2 separate regions of the Anas platyrhynchos genome follow, and region 2 is linked to region 1. The links are chromatin contacts, called in public Hi-C maps. All regions are on one chromosome and are shown on one strand. Each heading gives the region's core, a stretch centred on a gene start, on an enhancer-like site or on the middle of the called end of the contact. The rest is flanking DNA. Distances are from core to core; before and after follow the strand shown.

Region 1 (7,310 bases), core at 2,770-5,269:
TAGAGGGAGCAGGCACCAACGTTAAACCACGATATTTTAGCAGAATGTTAGGCGTGCTGCCAATGAACCCTTCGCATCTTTCAACAGGTGGGCTGCGAGGTGCAAAACTACTCTTCAAAGCCTCAACATTACTCACATCCTTAATGCAGCAGATGGACCATACAGTATCAACACGGGAGCCAGATATTACAAAGATCTGCAAATAGAGTACTTCGGAGTAGAAGCATTTGATGATCCTTCCTTTGATTTAAGTATCTTCTTCTACGATGCTGCCAATTTCATAGGCAAAGCCTTAAACACTTCAGGAGGTAAGAGAGAGGAAAGGTTTGGGATGAAGCTTCAATGCGAGCCAATGGGGCCTCCCATTGTACTAATAGGGCTTGTGAAAGCACACGCAGAGCGTGGCCAGGAGGACAGGAGATGGGGCTGCTGCTCCATAGCACATGAGGAGGTGGCCACGACGAGGTGGCTGCCAGCTAGGGCTGGCAGCCCCATGCCCACCCTGCAGAAATTGCCTCCTGGCAAAGTCCGAGGGCCTGCTTGCTGTGTCTGTGCCCCCAGCACCCCGGCCAGGGCTGCAGCCTGGAGGCTCAGGCCCCGCACCGCGAGGCAGCTCTGTGCCTGCTCCCCGCTGGCACCTGGGAGCACTGGCTGACAGGCTGCACGTGCCAAAGTCCTTCACACAACCGGAGCCTGGTCCAGGCTGTCTATTAAGCTAGAGAAGCAGCACAAGTTAATGAACTAAGTCACAAGCTACGAGTCTGACCCGCAGCCTGCTGAATTTTTGTCAGCAGAGTTTGGATTAGGGCCTAGTTATCATAATTTCCATTTGTTCCAGAGCTTGCTCCGACTCTGGCTGTGAGATCTTGCTGCTTTCGCTGGAGTGCTTTATTAAATCCCTAGTTATAGCTCACACTGGGCTGCTGAGATACAGTAAGTTACGAGCCCATTTTTATAGGCAGACTGTCCTACAGAGTTTATGGGACTTGTCAATGATCACAGTCTGGGCTGGACCAAAATTTTCTGCCAAAACCGTTCCTTTTTCCACAAAAAATTACACTAATGTGTTTTGTCACAGAAAGCGTCTCCTTCCACAGAAAGTTTTGGCTATTTTAATCTGGGAACAAGTATCTGAGAACCCAGAAAGTTTGGATGAGAACTGGTTTGGGAGCAGAGAAGCCAGCCTAGGTTCCTCAGCCCTGCTCTCCTGTATGGTGAGAGCTCCTCATGGGACTGGAGGCCTCTCTTGCAGGGTAATGGCCAGCAGATCCCCTGCGCACTGCTTTGTCAGCCCAAAAAGCACCCAGGAGCTATGCAGCCTGCAGGGGGATAATGCAAACATGAGGCTCTTGAACTATGTTTAACTTCGCAACAACTTTTTGAAATACATGTCAGTATGGGGGTGTTTAGTCTTCTACCTCTCCACAGCGCTCTTGAAATCTTACATAAAAAAAGTCCATCATGCAATAACTTTGGTCAGGGAAGAACATTCATAATGCTCCATTTCCAGTATCTACCTTCAGTGCTTATGTCCATTCTTTCTAGTGCTATTAAACATCAAGATAAGCTGTGTAAATGGCATTCTTCTCTTTGCTAAATACTGAAAGGCCTAAGCTGGATGCATATACTCAGTACGAAATACCACTTCAGCTGCGATCTATAGCACAATCTTAGGTAATCTACAAAAAAATGAGTACCCACTGAACACCACAGCTACTTTGCCAACTCATGTCTTGTAGTTTTTGTCCTCTCTGTATTCCCTTCACTTTAGAAATGCTAAAGCCTGCTCACCTCATGTCTCTTCTTTCTGCAGGTAAAGTGTTTGTGCATTGTGCCATGGGGGTAAGCCGCTCTGCATCCTTAGTGCTTGCCTTTTTGATGATCCACAAAAACATGACACTCGTGGATGCTCTGAAAACAGTGGGTTCTCACAGAAACATCTGCCCAAACACAGGGTTCCTCAGCCAGCTCCGAGACTTGGACATTAAATTAAATGAAGAGAGGAAAGGAAACAGAGAATCTGCTGGCAAAAAGTTATAAGAAAGTATTCCTAAAAGAAAGAAAGAAAGAAGACAAAACATTACTTGAGTTTCCTAAATCTCTTTCAAATGTATTACAATTGCAAACTAAGGATGTAAGTTTAAGATACACTAGAATGCATGTTATTAGTAAAAGTACATTTTACTTGATCTTCCCATTTTGCAACACCATCCTAGATTATACTTACAGTTGATTGTGTATTGTATCCTTCACTCTCCACCTTAAAACATTGCTCTTCTGGTTTAAGAAAAAAAAAAAAAAAAAGATATCAGGTTCCACTTCAGAAATAGCTGCATTTCAGCAACGAGTGAAGCTCATATCACTTTATGAAGTGTTAGGCTATTTGAGGTGAAAGATGCCATATTATTTATGCTACAATAATGCTCAGAAGTTTTCTTATGAATCAGCCTCCCCCCCACCCCTTTTGCTTTCCATATCTAAAATGGTTTATATTTTGAGACTTGAATCTGGCACTAGTTAATTCTTGCTTTTACAACTGGTGGAGCCCCTGAGTTGGGGGTAAAGAGGCTGCTTAGAGGCAGAGCAGCTGGGATACAACACAAGCCACTCTTAAAGAAATGATTCCAAGTCTATTTACAGTGATTTCCTTTTGACTGTTCATCAAATAATCATTGTTTTTTTTTTTCTTTCATGAAAAAATCTTTGTTCAAGAGGGCACTCAAATCCTCTTCATCTTCCCTAGTAAAATTCATCCAGGAGGTGCTGTGGAAAATGCTTCTGAAGAGGAAAGTGGGTTCCAAGCTGAGGCTCCGAACAGCCACATAGGCAGTGGGAGTGGGTGCAGGAAGGAATTTGACAACAAAGTTCAAGGGATCCCAAATCTGTCTGGCAGTTCAACATCATAAAACTCATGATTTTCTTTCTCAGAAATAAAGGCCATTAGCATTGCAACATCGTGTTCTGTGGCATTTGCTTTTGTGAGGGGACTCAAGTGAAAACTGAAGGGACACAGGAACAGCAAGGGAGGTGCTGACAGGCGCCAGACTTTCATCTTTGTGTCTCTGGGCCACCATAGGAGTGCTCAATAGCTACTGTCATCTGATGGATCAGTGCTGCCTGGAAACTATGAGAGGCACATCTGGCTCTCGGTTCCCAGTGGACAAACGTTCAGAGCACAAAGCCAGCTCGGGGATGGCAGTTGTTTGCATTCCCGGTACCACACTTGGGAAGGCAGAGGCATGAATACTGCCCACCATGGCGAACCGGCTGCTCAAGAGCAGCTGAGCAACAAGGGAAAACATGCCTTGCCATTCCCAGTGCTGTCTGAAAGGCAGATTTCTGCCTTCCTGATGGACAACTCAGTGCCTTTTAAAAGTCTCTAGCAGCATCTACATCTGCTACGTAGACCACGCAATGGGAGCACAAACATGAAGCAGCACTTTTGGCTCTGCAGACCTGGTTCTCACGCTGAGGGGATCTCAGGGGGCTTTGTTCGGGATGAGTCCTGCGAATTGAACATCCCTGGGCAGCAGCAGAGCAGCACTGGAGCACAGCCTTGCTTTAGTTCCCTGCCTAAGGAAACCTGCTCGTGAGCTCCAGGGCTGCTCTACAAGGTCAACAAAGACACAGTGCATAAGAAGGGTCATCTTAAAAGTGTACTTTGGACCCAAATCCAAGTGTGATATGTGCATCTCAATTAACTCAAAAAAAATATAATAAAAATAAAAAAGGTTTCACTTTGCAGAAGTAGTGGACACCACCCCCAAAGGCAGATCAGGCTGCAGAGGTGCCCCCAGCCCCAGCCCCTCCTTTCCTCACGCTTCCCACCCGCAGGAGTCCCCCCGCCTCCCTCAGCAGCAGAAGCAGCACCGTGCCCGGCCCCCAGCCCCCGGCCCCCGGCCCCCAGCCCCAGCCCCAGCCGGCAGAGGCCGGGCCCCGGCCGCCTCCCCGCAGCCGCGGCGCTGCCGCCAGGTGGAGCCCTCGGCACGGCGCGGCCCCGCGGCGGGGCCAGGCCGCGGCCACCCCGGGCTGCAGCCCGGGCCCTGCGCCCCTCAGCGGCTTCCGAGCCCCAGGCCCCGCAGCGGGCTCCGGGTGGAAACCCGGGGTAAAAGGGGCAGCCACGGCCCCAGGCGAGCCGCCCTGCCCGGGGGAACCGGGCACGACCCACCCGGGACGAAGCCCCCCGGCCGCGGGTCTCGGGGTGCAGGCGAGGGCAGCCCGGGCACCTCAGCCCCCAGCCCCAGCCCTCATCCCCCTGCGTAACCCGGCTGCCAGCTGCCTGCCTCCGGCTGATGCTCGCGGGGCCAAAGAGGGTGGGGGATGATGGTTTATAATTAACACAAATAAAAATAGACTTTGAATAAACTGAACACGGGGAGGCTGGAAAGTTGTGCGCGCCGCTGGGAGGTGAGGAGGAAGGCAAGGGGCGTTACTCGGGGAAAGGTAAACTGAGGCACGGCCGCGCGGGAGCTTCGCCCACCACCAGGCAAGTACCTGAACGCTGCTCGCAACCCTGCCCCTGGCACCTTGCTGCACACAGCAGGACACGGGCAGGGCTAGGCCAGAGTACTGCCGCCGGTACTCCCATACTTGTGAAACTCTAGTTCGCCTTCCAGCTGGGCTCCCGCGGTGAGGAGCCCTCGCTGGAAAAGATGCTTAAATGAGAGCTTTTCCTGCTATAAATACCAGTCCATCTTCTTGTTATAGATGTTAGTCGATACTGGAATTTCTTAAAGATGCATCTTTAAGATAATAGCTGTGAAGTGCTGTCTACAGGTTTCCTACCTCTCAGATGATGTGCACAAGAGTCATTGAAACTGACGAACCAGCTACACTGGAGAAAATGTGAAACAGACTATGAGTAAAATGCTGTGCAGTTCAAAAACAAACGTGGGGGAAAAATTAAGAAGGTTGGGAGAGGGTAGACAATAACAAAGAGTTTCTTTGCCTTTTTTTTTTTTTTTTCAATACTCTTTATAGTTTGGGCTTCTAGGGTTTATTTATAACTAGGATAAAATTCTCAGGCAGAAGTGGGATTTTTTAATATCAACAGCCTTCCTCTGAACGTTTTTATTGAGGAAATATGTTTGGGATGCTTGGAGTAAAAGAGTACAGAAAGAAAAGACTGGGTTAAATTAATTCCTGCTAAATACCTACCAGCAGACTCGCTGTCTATATGGGGAGCTGGAGACAGAATTGTACCAGGGTAAAAAGGATACTGTGTCTATTTATAACTCTGCCTTCACCACCGTAGGAATTCAAAGGAAAACTCCAACTCAGCACACAGTCTTCTCATCATCTGCTTCTGTCAAGATTAAATCGGGGCTGAGATCATTCCCTTCCCCTGCAAATCTCTGCAAGGAAGTATTTGTTCCTTTCTGCACATAAAGGACTACCGCAGTACAAATCGCCTCAAAGCTCATGTGCTCTGGGAGCCCTCACCCAGCAAAATGTCACCTCTTCCACTGCGCTATCCAGGGTAGGGGAGCCTCACAAGCCCCCAGCAGTTTAGTAGTGAAGACCATGGGTGTCTCACCTGCTCTGCATCCCCACTCCCTGCACTGTCCCCAGCCCTCTTTCTTACATCAGATGCTATGGGGACTTGCAAACAAGAAGGCAGCACAGCTCCAGTGTGCCCCCAGTGCCAGGTCGCATGGAGCAGGAGAGGAACAGGGCCCCCAGCCCTGGGTCACACCTGCTCATCGTGCCACGTACTGAGATGAGATCCTTGTCTTGCAGCCTCTTGCCACTGGGAGGCATCCATCTCTGGAAAGGAGGGGGTGCAGTAGGTGCGTGGGGTGCCTTGTCTTTGGGAGAAATCATCTCACACGATATGAGTACACGTGAGAGTAGCCTTAGAAAAGGTATTTGCAAAAACCTGACCCCTATGCTAAAAATAAGGCAGGCTCCTGGAGTTCCTCAGCTCCACTCTTTTTCAGCATTATGGTGTCTCAGATCTTTCCTTCTCATCTTGCACCTTCCAGTTTCTCTTTAATAAGAGCTGCTCTTTCGTTCTTCACAAAGCACTATCTACTCTACTCTCTCGGAGCTCCTCTTTTGTAATTCTGTTATCAAGCTGTCTGCTAGGTGGGGAGCAGAAGGTGCAGGACTTGGTGCTGCCTTTGAGGTACAGCTAATTATTATGTGCATCTGTTATTATGGTTGCTGCCTCAACAGGTGGAAAACATGCTGTTCTCTGATAGATTGGAGCACTCTGTGCTCCTGCCTCGTCTTTTCTCTAAAGCCACTCGTGTGGTGTTCCTAAAATAATAAACACAGCCTCACTGCTGCCACAAAAACCCCTGGTAAATATATTTTTATGGGAATGAAATATTAAAGGATTTGAACAGTTATTCACTGAAAGCAAAATATGAGCAGTAAGGTTGGGTAAAGATTCAAAGGCTGGTTTGCTTCCTCTCCCTGGGGCACATCAAGGCTGTACTGCTTACACTTTAGAGATGGATAGTGGGGAATTACTTAACCCAAAATGATGGAAACAATTCAGACTATAATAATATAGCATGAGAGTTTCTCACATTACATCTATTCCCCATACTGCTGGCTATATTCTGCCTTCAGATTCATGTGCACAACTCTCATTGGATTCTGGAGGAACAGTATCTGAAGCCAAAATGCATTTCATTGTCTTTCTGAAGTCTCTCTACGGTATAGTTGGTAAATCCTGAGCTCAAGGACTGGGGACAAAGCTTGTCTAAACATTTCCCAGTGCCTGTCTCTGCAAGATTCCCATCTGCTGTGTTTTATTTTGAATTTCATCTTCCTACTTTCCTAAAAACACAAAGCAGAAACACGTTTCCTCTGCCCTGGAGAGCAGGAATCACCAAATTTCCCAGCAGGTTCTCTCACAACATGTGATGGATCCAAGTTTGTCTAAAAAAACTACAAACCCTTTATGGAGCAGAAAGGGAGGAGACCAGAAATGTGGGCCAAGTTTCAGAGTGTTATGAACACCTCCCAGCCCCCAAAGGGGCTCCATATCCTGTTTCCTCTCTCCCAAAAATTTCACCTGGCTTTGGGTTTCATTAAGAGAAATACACATTGCTCAAGTCCAGGCTCTAAGACTTCGGTTCATGCTTCCTGCTGACACTGCAGGAGAGCCACAAAAGCTGAGTCTGACCTGGGGGCTTCAAATTTACTACAATAGCAGAGCAAATTAAATAGAGAGCACATTAAGTGGCTTGGGAGATTGTTGTTGACCAACAAATCTTCATTAAGTTCCTGCATCAAGCTGTGCTATACCTCTGATGGAACTGGTTACTGCATCTCCATCTTCGTTTCAACTACTTCTC
Region 2 (7,310 bases), core at 2,446-4,945, 430 kb after region 1:
TTACAGTAGTTTTCCTCTATGAAAACTAAATTCAATATACCTATTTCTAAGATTTGCCTCCCATTTTCATCTGCTTTTTATAATTTGCTTTCACCAAAGCTGCTAAATTTAGTTTGGAAAAGGTAAAATGAAAGCGTCCTAATTCCATTTCAAAAATCACTGCTTCAGGTTTAGAACTGCCTCAACTTGTCTAACAACCCATGCGTTACTTTACTCTCTGAATCAATGTACTTGATATATTCTCTGAATAAATGTACTTTAATACCTTAAACACAATAGGGTATAGAGGCAGTTTTGTCACTCTCCCCCCCCCCAACTCGATACTGGTCAATCCTAAAACTTTTCACTAATTTCAGGTTACTGATGGCAGACATATTTTATATATTCAACACAAGTTAGCACCAATTTTGTTCTCTGCATACATGAGGTATGAAGACTGATGAAATTGGATAATAATAATCACAGTGGATCGCAATGTTCTCATTTGCTTTTTGTATGCTGATTACGGTCACTTTCAGCAAGTTCATTCACACTAAGGAAATGCACAATCAATCTTCTGTTTAAGAAAATCATGAATGATTATCGAGCTTCATTAGCCCACATCACAAATATCATTTGGCAAAATGAAATGCCATGTTGACGCTGATACAGAAGTTAATACAAGAGCAAATACACCACCCTTCAGCATCAAGAAAATACTTAGTGGAATTAAATGGTTCTCAGCTCTTCCCCATTTCCATGATCATTAATGGGGTAGGTGTAGGGGGGAAACACCTCCAGGTGGCTCAGTCCTATGCAAACTCATTAGGTTCATTATTATTATTATTCATTTCATAGTGTTCACGTTAGCATGAGTAAGACATTGGGCATTCACAAATCCAGGTCCATTCTTCATCATTTTAAGAATCCAAGATGAGTAACTAAAAGCTCAGTACCAAGTCATTCAAATTCACTTGTACACAGAAACATTGCAAGTTTAAGAGAACTAAATCAGAGATCACAACTTAAGGGGAAGAACTACACCAGTTCATACTGTTAAATGCTTTTTGAGGAAACAGAATTATGTGCCTGAAGTGCCCAGAAATATTCTGCATTACCACCATTTATCAGTGGCACGTATACTTTGTAGTCTGCAATTGACCTTGTTTCAAGCCTGATATCATCTCCATTTGTGCAATATTACTTTCTTTGATCTAAAATACAAAAACAGTGCAAATTCTAGCATGCAGATTTCAACATGGCAAGTGTTTGCTAGTTCCACAAAACTAGTTGTAGGATTAATAGTTTACCCAGAACAGTAACACCAGGTGTAAAGGTTTAGTAACAGAAAGAGCTCAAATTTCACTTTTAACCTACTTTTCCCGTCTTTCTTCTCGGGTACATTCAGTATCTGACACCTTTTCAAATGTACCTGTATCTGAAACTTCTGTTTTTTTCTATTCTGTATCACCACTACCTTGTTCTGAATATTATACCAGCATACCACTTTATTCATTACAAGTGGAAAAGCTTGTTATTTAGGAGGTTTTAATAAATAGATACAATGCTTACTAACTAAAGCTTCAGAGCACACTAAAAACACAAAGAAATGTGATTGTTAAATGTGACAGTATGAACACATTTTTACAAGAAACCCAGAAATCTTCGCATACATTCAATTTTCAATGGCTTATAGTGAAATCAGTCCCTAAACAAACTGTGAGAGCCTTTTACTTCTTTCCCAACACTGCTGCCTCTCCATTATCTACTTTATTACACAAGTACTCATGCTCCAGTTGGTCTCTAAATAAATCATCCTCCCACAAGAGAAACTAGTTCCATTCTTAAATTATGAAATTTAGATCAATTTTCTGGTGCTTTAAATCAATGTAACTGATGGGCCAATTTCAAATCAATTTGATGCATGTAATTTACAATAAGCATGCACATCCTTCCTCTGAAAGGCTAACAAATGAATTTTTCAATGACCTCACCATGATTACCATAGGAATGTAAACACTCAGCTGTAACATTAAAAAAATTAAAATTAAAATTAAAAAAAAAAAAAGAGGAATAAAAAAAAACAACACACCTTCATCCCCAAAGCCCCCTGAAACTGAGGGGAACTCCTACCCACAAGGAGAGCATAAAAGGTAAAAGTAGTGCTCTTCACTATGGTGATCCAAATACACCATCAGGCCCTTTCTCATCCACAGAAGTAGGTCATTTTTTCATGCTTTGTCCACTGACAGTTTGATACATCTCCATACTTTTCCCAGAAGTTTAAGAATATGATTGATAACTTTTTGTTCTTTCTCAGTGAAATACAACAATACTCACCAGAAATTCAACCTTAATGGTAACTTTAAGATATGGCAGACATGCAAAACAAACAAATCTACTACATGGTGAGGAATGAAGTATGTTGAAAAAGCTTGAAGTCCTATACACTAGAGCGTATATCACTCTATACTGAATCTGAGTGATCTGTTATCACTCTGTAACTGAATCAGCCTTCAGTTCCAAACCCCCTATGTCTAACTTAAAAACAAGACACAAAAGAAAACCCAAACAGGTTGGGATTCCACAAGTAGAGGAAATTTGAAGTTCAATGCAAAAGCAAACAAAACTAAATTAAAAAAGAAATAGAAGTTAAAGTTAACTAAACAAATAGAAAATAAAAACAAAACCTCAGAGAAGACACCAGATGCATCATCTACCAACAACTCCTTTCCTGCTGTTAAAACACACGTTGCTTTCTGCTATATGTCAGGAGCTCTGAGGGCTGCAGTTCCCTACTGCTTGTTTTACTCAGAGCTTGGGTGGTACCTACACAGAGCTGCTGCATTTCTTTCTTTGCTACTCCTATCAACATTTTTGTCATGTTTCAAACTTTGTTTTACTTAACTGATTTTGGAAGCAGCAATTACTTTGACATCTAAGTAGTGTGGGTTAAGTTAAAAATACAAATGACAGAAAAAATGCAGCAATATTTAAGTCCATATAAAAACAGTTGTGCTATTGCTGTCACGGCATGAGCCTGAAATCTCCATTACATGTGCTGTTTTTAAACATATGTTCTGCAAAGGTCACCTTTTTCAGTAGCTTTAATGATAGGCAGCCTTGCTCTCCAAGTATTAAAGTCAGTAAAACATCACTAAATTGCAAAAATGCAAAATATGAAACAACATAAGAATACATGGGATATTTGAATCAAAGCAGACTCCTGTCCATAACTGCAGGCAGAAATGATCCAGGCCACAGAATGAACTGCATAGATCAAACTCCCCAAGAATAACTTACCATTTACATTAATCTGAACTGCATCCTATATAGGACCAAAAGCCACAAAACATCACGCTTGCCACAGAGTATAGGCTAAAACGATCGGTGTTGATCAATGATCAACAAAAAATGGTAGAGAAAGAAGTATTAACAATGCCTAATGTTCCTGCAGTATTAAGAGGGATGACCATTAGATGACCCGAGGTCCCAAACACACAAGAAAGCCAAAACCAAACCAGAACTGCACTCAGAGTTCTCATCTATTTCACTTCTCCAGATTTTAGTTATGAAGAGCAAATTTTTTGTTCAATCTTAACTATGAAAATATCCCTAAATTAACAAACAAGCATTCCTAGCAGCTAGCACATGCATTCCAGTCCAGTCCCGATTTTTTTTTCTTATCTTTAAATCCTACATCAGTGGTTATTCTTTTCCAAGAACACAGTGTTCATGTCTCCACTTGTTTATTCTTCAGAGAAGATAAAAGCGTCCTACATACATTAACCACTATGAGTTTAGAAGCAGCAGTCTCATACTTGAAAGGTTTCATAATGCCATCAGAACTACCCAGACAGCTCGATTGAGAGCGAATTGCCCCAAGAAGTCCTAGATCTGAAAAAAAAATTTCAAGCTCATAGACACAGAGATAATGATAGAGCCAAGCAATCAACTGTGTTTAGGAGTAGCTGTGCACATTGTACATATATTTCAGGGCAACTGTCAGACTAGCTCTTGCCTACTCCCATAGCCCACATTCATTAGTTAGCATACCTAAGGAGCATGCCCTCTTTTTAGATTCACCCAGGAAGAATTCAGCCCATGTACTCTGGCTACAACAGGAAGGCAAGTGCAAAAGCAGGGACAGTCCAAAGCAACAATTTGAAAGTAGAAGAAATCCAAAGTAGACACTAAAATAAATGCACCCACAGAAAACACTAGCTGCCTGCCCAGACAGCATCCATATTAACTGAGTGTCTTTTCCTCAAAGGCTACCTTCCTGAAAGCACAGCAGGATTATATTTAACATCTGCCTTTCCAAATACTATCCCTACATGTAAATCCAATGAGTAAGTGTAATTAATTTCATTTACATATTAACACCAACTGGCTTGGATAACCTACAGTCTAGTCTACTTAAAACAAGAACAAAACAAAAAAGCAATTTACATGAACAGGGCCAATACCAGTGCTGTATTAACCACATGTATTATGGGAGCATTCTAACTCAGACAACTACAGGACTTACTCTGTCCTCCCAAAAACAGGCATAAAGTGGCCATTCCACTGCAAAGTAAGGCAGAGGAGATAAGGCCACAGCAGACCCCCCAGGGTCCATGACCTGGGGTAAATGACTTGCACTCTCCCAGCACCAGAAGGGGTTAGGCTAACCGCAGTCTGTATCCTTTAAGGGCAAGCCTACACAGCCTCATTCCAAACCTGCATTTGCATGATGAAAGAGCAGGAAGAAAAAGCAAGTCCAGAAAATGTAAGCTTATTTGTGTTTTGAGAAACTGAAACACTGAGCACAATTTGTAAAGTAGTATATACACCCCTCAGGCTAAGAGAAATTTGCATATCAACATATATTATGCTAAAAATAGCAGTTTTAAATTGTTTAGATATACACAGAATACTTACTTGCAAACATTTCTTCTCTAGATAAACACCCGTTTGAAGTCTGCACTTAATACGATCAAATGTTCTTCATTAGGATCAAAGTTCATCCAATTCAACAAAGTTGTTTTAAATAATGCCAAGTATTCAGAGAGAAGTCATGATGTAATATGAGAAATTTACATACTGTGTTCCCTCTCATTGTGGCTTTGGGTTTTTAATGCGAAATTTAACATCTGCATATGCTTTCCCCTGCCCCAGTTTATTAAGGACTTAACAAGGAAAAATAATTTGTTTCATAATTGTCAGGATACTGCTTGCAGGATTTTCATTCCTTCACCCAACCAGCTTGCCAAATCCAGCATGCCTCATTTTAGATCAGTTTGCCTGTCTGAAGCTCCCAGATTGGTTTAATATTGGCTTGCTTCTCTTTAATACTAAAAACAAAACAAAAAAAACACACATGCAAAAATCAGAGAAGCAGTATTAACGGTCATGGTTTTTGCTCTCCTTAAAATGAATCTTTTAAGCATTGCCCCTCTTCAAAGAGAGCAAATTTGAATAGTACCCCAAGACACAAGGGAGAGCAAAGAGGTAATGTGTGACACTAATGACTAACACTGAATTCAAATGGTTTATAAAGGCTAAAGTAAAATGAAAGCTGGAAAAGTGGGAGAAGGGGCTTCTAATACTCAGAGAAGATTCATGCATCTACACTAAAATACTGGGCCCAAATACATAAGGCCCAGCCTGATGACAAAGACCAAAGAATCTGGATGCTCTGAAAAAGTATATGTCAGTATCTGTTTTATGAAATTTATCACAATTACTGTACAGTATAATTTTTTAAAAAGACATATGTTACTACTACATCTTGGTTGTGGAACACCCTATCTGCATTCACAATCACACTGACTAAAACATGAGTTTGTGATGTGTTACCTCATTACAGTCAGTAAATGAATCTCTAGTAATAGCATTTAAGTGAGACAGACCTATGACACACTGAACAGAAGACTTCCATGAGGGAACATATCTAGGATTTCATGCTCCTTCAAGTAAGCGATAATTCTGCTTAGCTATCACACACAAGCCGGAAGGCCTAGTAGCGGTCACAAAATGAAGTGTAATCACCCTTTCACGCAGATCAATAACCCAGACAAAAACAAAACAAAACAAAAAAACAACACTGAAAAACCAAGGTGTATCTAGAATCGTGTACCTACCTATAGTGATTCACAGATTTCTCATTACTGAAACTTCTTTGAATTTATAATTCATTTTTTTAATCTATAGTGTAACACAAAGAGTTTGAGAAGCATCTACATACAGATGAAGGTCAGCTTTCTCCTCCTGTTCAATTAGAGATTACTTCAATAGTGGCCATGTAAAAAGATGTGAAATGAAACAAAGTACGATCAATAAAATTATTTATCAACCTTAATTGGTAACTCACACACACGGTACTGTCCAACAAGCAGTCCAAAGAAGGCCTCCCACTGCCAATTACCACAACACAGGTTCTTGCAGATACCTGATCTTGTAGATGATCTCACTTGGTCCCAGGAAAAATGGACGCAATGAAGGACATAAAGTTGTCATGTTTCTTTTTAATTTCTAAAATGTTACCTTGAGACATTCAAAAGACATAGAAATAAAATTTATCAGAGTAAAAAGGGTCATCCAGCTTCCTTTGCTGTGCTTTTACATGTGGTGTGAAGTTACGTTAACATTAGTTAAGATTTTCATTTCATTTAGTTTTATGCATTTTAGGTACTTTTGAATATTTAATACACTTAAGTTAATTATCTTTAATCAACTTAAGTGCAGAGTGGAAAATTCGGTAAAAAGTATCTGTACCTACCCACTTGGTTATATTGACTGGGAAGAACTACCACATTCTATTAAAAATTATAAACATTTCTAACAGCTGTAATGCAGGAAAGGGAGTACTAACAAATGAGTTTTTCAGACAGATTAGCAACCTTCATCTTCCCAGTTGTCTGTGCCACAGGAGTGGATCCTTTCCTCTGTAACTTTCTGAGATTGGGCCTTTGACATACTTGGCCTCATATTTATGATTTCTTTTCAACTTCTACCGCTCATAACGTATCTACACATATATTGAACCCTATAGACTATTTCCAGTAAGTACATCCTAATGCTCTTCTTAGGTTCAGTGTATGTGTTGTTTGGTTTTGTTTGTTTGTTGTTGTTGTGTTTGTTTTTTTCCTTCCTTCCCTCTCTGAGGTCTCTCTAAAAACCAACTCCAATTCCTCTGGACATATCAAAGCATATGAAAGAAAAAGGGGGAGAGGGAAAGCAAGCAGACAAAACAATCTTTTTTTAAACCATCCTCTTGGAAAACTGGAACACATTTTCAATTGTTCATAGCATATTCTAAGAAAAATTTCAGATTTTTCTAAAGCCAT

What was found. A called contact is a pair of places that touch in the nucleus more often than the background predicts.
Region 2: a Hi-C map of F5 follicle shows a contact between it and region 1, with 4 times the contacts expected there. The contact joins the enhancer-like site here to the promoter of DUSP13B in region 1. A contact is called at or near these places in 4 of 8 Hi-C or Micro-C datasets (F5 follicle, liver, skeletal muscle and 1 more).

What each region holds. Positions count from the first base shown.
Region 1 is chr6:18,684,669-18,691,978 of IASCAAS_PekinDuck_T2T, forward strand. It overlaps DUSP13B (dual specificity phosphatase 13B), which reads left to right and starts at 4,020. Exons shown (of 4, transcript XM_005015714.6): 1 at 4,020-4,486. LOC101791401 (dual specificity protein phosphatase 13B) reads left to right here. Exons shown (of 6, transcript XR_003497891.3): 4 at 88-308; 5 at 1,814-2,134; 6 at 2,744-2,952. LOC106015797 (a long non-coding RNA gene) reads right to left here. Exons shown (of 12, transcript XR_011810015.1): 3 at 2,228-2,277; 4 at 1,792-2,050.
Region 2 is chr6:19,117,751-19,125,060 of IASCAAS_PekinDuck_T2T, forward strand. The region is part of intron 3 of ADK (adenosine kinase); the gene reads right to left. The region is part of intron 1 of LOC140002728 (a long non-coding RNA gene); the gene reads left to right. Among named protein-coding and RNA genes, the nearest start is that of ADK, 49 kb to the right of the region's middle. Within about 2 kb of position 3,696, at least 4 of the 8 cell types and tissues checked have an H3K27ac peak or open chromatin away from gene starts, as enhancers often do. A contact at or near this core is called in F5 follicle, where this site is marked.